Linked DNA regions of Xenopus tropicalis: region 1 is linked to region 2. A link is a contact called in public Hi-C data. All regions are on one chromosome and are shown on one strand. The core of a region is the stretch at or near the end of the contact, and the rest is flanking DNA. Distances in the headings are between cores, read along the strand shown.

What was found. Hi-C and Micro-C count contacts between places; a contact is called where the count stands out from the background.
Region 1: a Hi-C map of gastrula embryo shows a contact between it and region 2, with 1.6 times the contacts expected there. The contact joins the enhancer-like site here to the promoter of aplp2 in region 2. A contact is called at or near these places in 3 of 5 Hi-C or Micro-C datasets (brain, gastrula embryo and neurula embryo).

Annotation. Positions count from the first base shown.
Region 1 is chr7:73,293,939-73,297,194 of UCB_Xtro_10.0, forward strand. aplp2 (amyloid-like protein 2) reads left to right here. Exons shown (of 17, transcript XM_018095937.2): 8 at 2,894-3,024; 9 at 3,117-3,191. Among named protein-coding and RNA genes, the nearest start is that of panx3, 39 kb to the right of the region's middle. Within about 2 kb of position 1,448, at least 2 of the 11 cell types and tissues checked have an H3K27ac peak or open chromatin away from gene starts, as enhancers often do. A contact at or near this core is called in gastrula embryo, where this site is marked.
Region 2 is chr7:73,234,869-73,238,087 of UCB_Xtro_10.0, forward strand. It overlaps aplp2 (amyloid-like protein 2), which reads left to right and starts at 1,889. Exons shown (of 17, transcript XM_018095937.2): 1 at 1,889-2,054. The coding sequence starts at 1,983.

The DNA.
Region 1 (3,256 bases), core at 198-2,697, 59 kb after region 2:
ATATATATGCAATAAGGCACAAAGTTTGCATAGGTTCAAAACTTTGTGCCTTTCAAACCACTGACCAGTAAGTGCTGCCAACACATTGGTTGCTTTAGGTGGTTTGAACTTTAGCATTTGGGATGGTCCATCCCAGCTAGAATGTTATATAGATATGTTCTATAAATGTATTATAATGCAGGTATGGGGCTTCTTATTCATAAAAAAGTTATCCAGAAATCTTCAAACTACCTTATGGCCATCTCCCAATTTGAAACAAATTATATGGTTTTGTTACAGTCACTAAGTTACAAGAATGGGAATTATGGAAAATATAGTAACAGACCATAACTATACAGAATACATTGCTACTGTGGAAAGGAACTTTACTTGTTAATACTTAGCTTAATAATGCTTAATTAATGCTTAATATCTAGGCTCTAGTTACTAGAATTGGAAAATGCTGTAAGTGAAACGGTTGCAACTGTTTTGCAAGTTAAGATGTTTCTTTAATTGTTTAATTCAGAAAGACGTTCCTGACCTGTAAAGCATACAATCTAAGTGACTGGGTAATTTAGAGGGTAATAAATGCTGCAATTTACTGTTAAGGCAGTTGTATGCCAGTGTTCCAAGAGTTAGGTTGTGGAGGTGTCAGCCATTAATGGAGTATAGAAACACTGCTGAAGAGATAGTAGTGAGGTGCAGAGCAGTTTATGATTTCAGTCCAAAGGAACAGAATTAAAAATATAAGAATTATTATTTGGGATTCAGCCTTTTTCGGCAGGCTTTAAATTTGGCCGAATCCACGTTCCTGGCTGAACCAGATCTTTAAACAATCGTGACTTTTTGTCATGTAAAAAAAGAAGTTGCAAATTTTTTTAGAGTGCGAAACCTAATTAGCATACGCTAATTAGGATTTGGTTCAGTATTCATCCGAATCCTTTACAAAGAAAAGAAGAATCTCAAAAAAGTGGATTTGGTGCATCCCTACTAAATAATATCAGACCACAATTTATAAATTAGAAGACACAATGTAATCACATGGCAACATTAAGTTTAAAAGCATTTGTTCGCTCTTGTGCTTAATTATCCCTTTAAAACTTTAAACCCACATTTGTATGAAATGCACATTTGTGTGTTTAATTAGCAGTTGGTTACAATGAATACTGTTTTTTTTTGCAGCTGTGCTTTATGTATATCCATTTACAACTTAATCAATACATTTTTTAATTTAAACATACTTAATGCCAACCTACACAGATTACTAAACAACTTGGCATACATACCACTCTACACAGATTACTATGTCAGCACTTAAAGGGATGTTTTAATAAGCTGCCTTATTTATTTCAGCAAGGCTTTGTGAAAATGGATAGTATGTTTTACTGAATGTAAAAAGAAGAATTGGGTGTAAGCGGACCATTTCCATAACTATGTTGTTTCCCCTTTCAGTGCCTGATCTTTTTGATCTTGTCAGGCAGTGTGTTGCTGTTTAACATGCAGTACAACATAGATGAAAGGGAACCCTATACTGTAGAAATGTAGCACGATGGTGCATAGTTTCAAAGGCATGTTAGAGTAATCTAATAGGTGCCCATGCAATGTATGTACTGCTAGAAGTTTTCTGCAGCTGTGGCAACCTGATGCTTTATATGAAATCATTCATTGTGATCTCTAAGTGCAGTTGCACACAGGGAGATTTGTTGGCTGCAGTTACATCTGGGCTGCTGCTGGCGACATATCACCCTGAAATGCTTTATCACCAGCAATAAAGTGAATTGCCTGTGGTAAAATATATGCAGTGCTTGGTTTTTCAAGTTTCTTTGCGAGGCAACTTAGGGCAGCTAAGAAAAAATGAAGCACCAGGTAGGTTTTGCGTAGACAGTTGACTTTATTGCCAGTGGAAAAGCGTCTCAGGGATATTTGTTGCCTGCTATTACCCTAACACAACATTCTCCCTAATATGTACTGACGTGATCTGGTCACAATCTTTATCCTTTTTATTAAACTACAGTTTCTATATTTTTATATACTGTTTTACCACTGGTAACACAAATTGGTTTTAAGAACACCTACTACAGGTGGTACCTATCTTTTTAATGATGTATTACATTTATGGGGTTTTTTTTGTTGTTTTGTTATAAATAAATCTGCTTAGGGCTCTGGCACACAGGGAGATTAGTCACCCGCGACAAATCTCCCTGTTCGCGGGCGACTAATTTCCCCGAATTGCCATCCCACTGGCGAAAATGTAAGTCGCCGGTGGGATGGCACACGCGACGGCGCGATTTCGGCAAATCGCCGAAAATGCCTCGCAAGGCAACTTCGTGGGATGGCAATTCGGGGAGATTAGTCGCCCGCTAACAGGGAGATTTGTCGCGGGCGACTAATTTCCCCGTGTGCTAGAGCCCTTATAAGAATCCTGTGCAGAGTTTAACTATTTATATAACACTTATTCCTTCACTCCCTCCTTCATTCTCTTGAGTAAGAAGCACATGCAAATAGCAACTGGGATTTTAATAAATGCTGAATCTCTTCCACATGCTGGTCATGATGGATTTCCTATGTATCTCTGGCAACATGTTCAGAGCTTTCCTTGCAAATCGCTAAGCAAATCACAAAATTAGTATTTGTACTCTAGTAGTGTGTTTCCCCAAAAGATCTGCTTCTAGAATGTTGCTTTCTGTCTTGTAATGTAATGTAACATGCATGTCATGATTGCTATGCTTAGCCAGGAAACTACTTGGGATGACCTGAATGCTTAATCTTAAATGTATACCTTTGAAAATAATTTTGTAATTTGCGGGCCGGGTTTTGCTATTTGAAATAACATTTTCACCAGTTTCACAGCCAATTTACCACCTGAAATTGCTTTCCTTAAGGAAGTTAGTGATATAATCTTTGCTTCATTCAGTGGCACAAACTCCAGCTCCTGCTGATGATGTGGATGTGTATTTTGAGACCTTAGCTGATGATAATGAACATGCACGCTTCCAGAAGGCTAAAGAACAACTTGAGGTTCGACACCACAATCGCATGGAACGGGTAAGTCCAAAGGTTATATTGAAATGATAATATAAGCATAATATACTTTTTAAGAAAGAATGTAGGATTAACATTTAAAATATTTTTACAAGGTAAAAAAGGAGTGGGAAGAAGCTGAGAGTCAGGCCCAGAGTCTGCCAAAAGCTGAAAGACAGACCCTCATACAGGTAAATGCTATTTAGTTCATAAATTAAAAAAAATAATCTTAAATTACAGGTGTTTTGCTGCACTT
Region 2 (3,219 bases), core at 639-3,138:
CCTTTATTCTCTATCAAAACATTAAAACCACCTGACATAGGCTATACAGGGGGAGGTACATTCTCCCCATTTAAAACTCATTCAGGAAATTACATCATACTTTATTAACATGTTAAAAAGCTACCACATTTTTAACCCTTAATGCTTTTAAAGGAACAGTAACACCAAAAAATTAAAAAGTTTTAAAGGAAATGAAATATAATGTACTGTTAGCCTGCACTGGTAAAAGTTGTGTGTTTGCTACAGTAACACTACTATGGTTTATATATAATAGGCTGCTGTGTAGCCCCGGGGGCAGCCATTCAAGCTGGAAAAAAGGAGAAAAGGCACAGGTTACATAGCAGATAACGGATAAGCTCTGTAGAATACAATAGTGTTTTATCTGTTATCTGCAATATAACCTGTGCCTTTTCTCCTTTGAATGGCTGCCCCCATGGCTACACAGCTGCATTTGTTATAGAAACTATAGTAGTGTTTCTGAGGCAAACACCCCAGTTGTACCAGTGCAGGCCAGCAGTCCATTATATTGGAATTTCTTTTATACACTTGAATTTTTTGATGTTATTGTTCCTTTAAAGAGAAGATAAAAGGACAAACACCTTCTTTGTCCATTTAGCACTGTTAGAGGCATGACATTTCTCACCCCCTCTGCCCCACCCAAAGATCGCACACATGTGCATCCATTTATCTTGCACACAGAGCACTGGGGACAGGATGTGCAGGAATCTCCAGCAAAGATCAAGTGCAGCTGGACAGCATGCCGCCTCTAAATTTGAGCCGCCCTTGACCCGGGACTTTGTGCTGTGTTTGTATCAAGGTCCAATGGCCTATGGTTGAAGTCTGGACCAAGGAGGAAGCTGAGTTTAGAAAGTCCAATACACAATATCCAAGCAGTTAACAGCTCAAAGTTTCATTTAGGCAAAAGGTCAAGACAGGCAGCAATCAGCATAGTCAGGACCAGCAGATCAATCCAAAACAGAAATTCAGATGCACCCAGGAACTGCACAGAGAAAGACCTATTGTTGGACACTGAACCCCATTGTTTAGTGTCTATTTATTTTGATTTTCATGGCTGCAACCATTTTTGTAAACAAGTTTGAATATCTGTCAAAGCATGACAGCAAAGACTAAACTTGTTTTGTAGTAACGTGCAGGTTTACCCTTAGGTCAGGTGGATTAGAGTACACATTTGGGCAACCATTGTGGGTTTGGGTTGGGTGTGGGTCAGACTGGGAAAAGTAAACTCTTCCCCTGCTCCCAAAGTTTTCCTGTCTTGGAACCTAAGGTAGTGTACAGAGTGGAAAGACATGGGTATGGCTTGGATATGTGTTCTACAATTGCAACATTTTGCAGATTGGGTGTGGGTTCAGGTTTGGAAACATAATAAGAACTCCATAAATTCTTGTTAAATACGTTGTTTGCGTGTGTTTGTGTATGTATATAAATTGCAAAATAGCCTTCTCAGATAGAAAACAAAGCCTTGTCCCAGATAGAAAAACGAAAAGTCCACTGCAAGGGTAAGAAACTAGGATTTCAGGCAACCCTCCCTACAGCAGCTGACCTCTCCAAACAACGAAGTGGGTTTCACTGAGCAGCCTTTGTTGACTTGTCCAAACATGGACATAGGGGCGTAACATTCCATTGATAAATGAGCAACCCCAAATACCTAGACATAAGCGCCGCAACTGAAGGGGCGGGGCCAAATAAGATGGACAAATAGCTAAATTACCTTCTATTGGGGTGGGCGATGAGCGTGGAGGCATAGCCTCTTCTCCCATTGGCTGAACAGTGGATGCCAGGATCCGCAGCGCTGTGGGCGTGTGTTTACTTTCTGGGTGAACGGGCGTGGTTCTGGGCGGCACCTGGATTTGGTGACGTCAATTCCGGATGCGCTTAGAGCTTTCGATGCGGTTGGGTAAGGTTCTTCAGTCTGGTAGTGGAAGCTGTGGCGAGAGGAGTTATCGGGCGTGGGAGACATTGATATGGGGACCCCACCTACGCTGTTCGCTGTGATAGCTGTGATATTAGTTCCAGCACTAGCCGGTTATATTGAGGTAAGCCTTTTATTAGTCAGGTTCCCCTTTGATTAATCACTGCTTCGGTACAAACCAATGGAACCTGTAAGGTTGATAAATGTAGGCTGGGCTGCGTTACGAGCTATTTTTCTGATTTGTTTAAATGCTGCTTCTACATTTTAAGCAGGGAATTTCGGAACCCTACTGTATACCTGCGGAGAATGGGAATGGATTGTTGTCTAACCTATGTCCTGTTGGGGGGCAAAGGCGTTTTAATCCAGAGAGAGCCTGCGCCTTGGCCCGTCCTGCTGCGGGAGCTTGGAGAGACTGACATTGCTGCGACCAAGATCCCTCAGGGATGCTGTGCATGGTTAAAATGACGTTTTATTAGGACTGCGTAATTAGCCCAGGTTGATGAATCTTGCGCCTTGCTACCTTGGTAGGGGAATGGTTAACTTCCCATTTGTCTCTCAGGATATCCTTTAGTTCTAATGGCTCCACTCCACCCACTGCCTTTTCATTCCCTTCCTGGCACAGTTAGAGGATGCCTCTGTAAAGGTGGTGGTTGTGCCAGTTCTTTCGATTCAAGTGTGGCTTTACATAGAGAAGGCATTAGGATTTTTTAGGGGATTTTGAAAGGCTGATTATTTCCATTTTTGGGGAGATTACCCGCTAAGCCATTAAGCATTATTAATCGAATGGGATCTGATACTGTACAGAATGGGAAGAACAGGCTGCGTCTGTTTGTGCCTCTGGTAGAGAACTGGTTACATGAATTAAATGATTATCCCAGAGCTGAAAGGAGTCTGTAAAGCCTTTTCTGTTTTGTCTCCAGTTTCTCACAATCAGATTAGGTACATACATCCCTCTGCAATATTTATATGAAATCTCTGCATCTACCATATAACCCTTGTTAGCAATCTGGTTTAAGTGGATAAGGCTTGGAATTACAATCAGTTTGTTTTTCTCCTCAATATTTGTAAAGATTGCTGATTGGAATTGTATAATTTTTTACAGCACTTAATACTTGTAGGTAGGTTATTGTGCTGTCCATTAATGACTAACTTGGATTTGTCCAACAACAGCTGGGAGGGAGTGTATATTTTCTGTCTTGGAATCTAGGCCATCTGATGTTTATGGTTTTCACCTTCTTAGATATGTACTTGTTTTTCATATGAAAGGAAACTTTTCTTGTGTTGGGTTG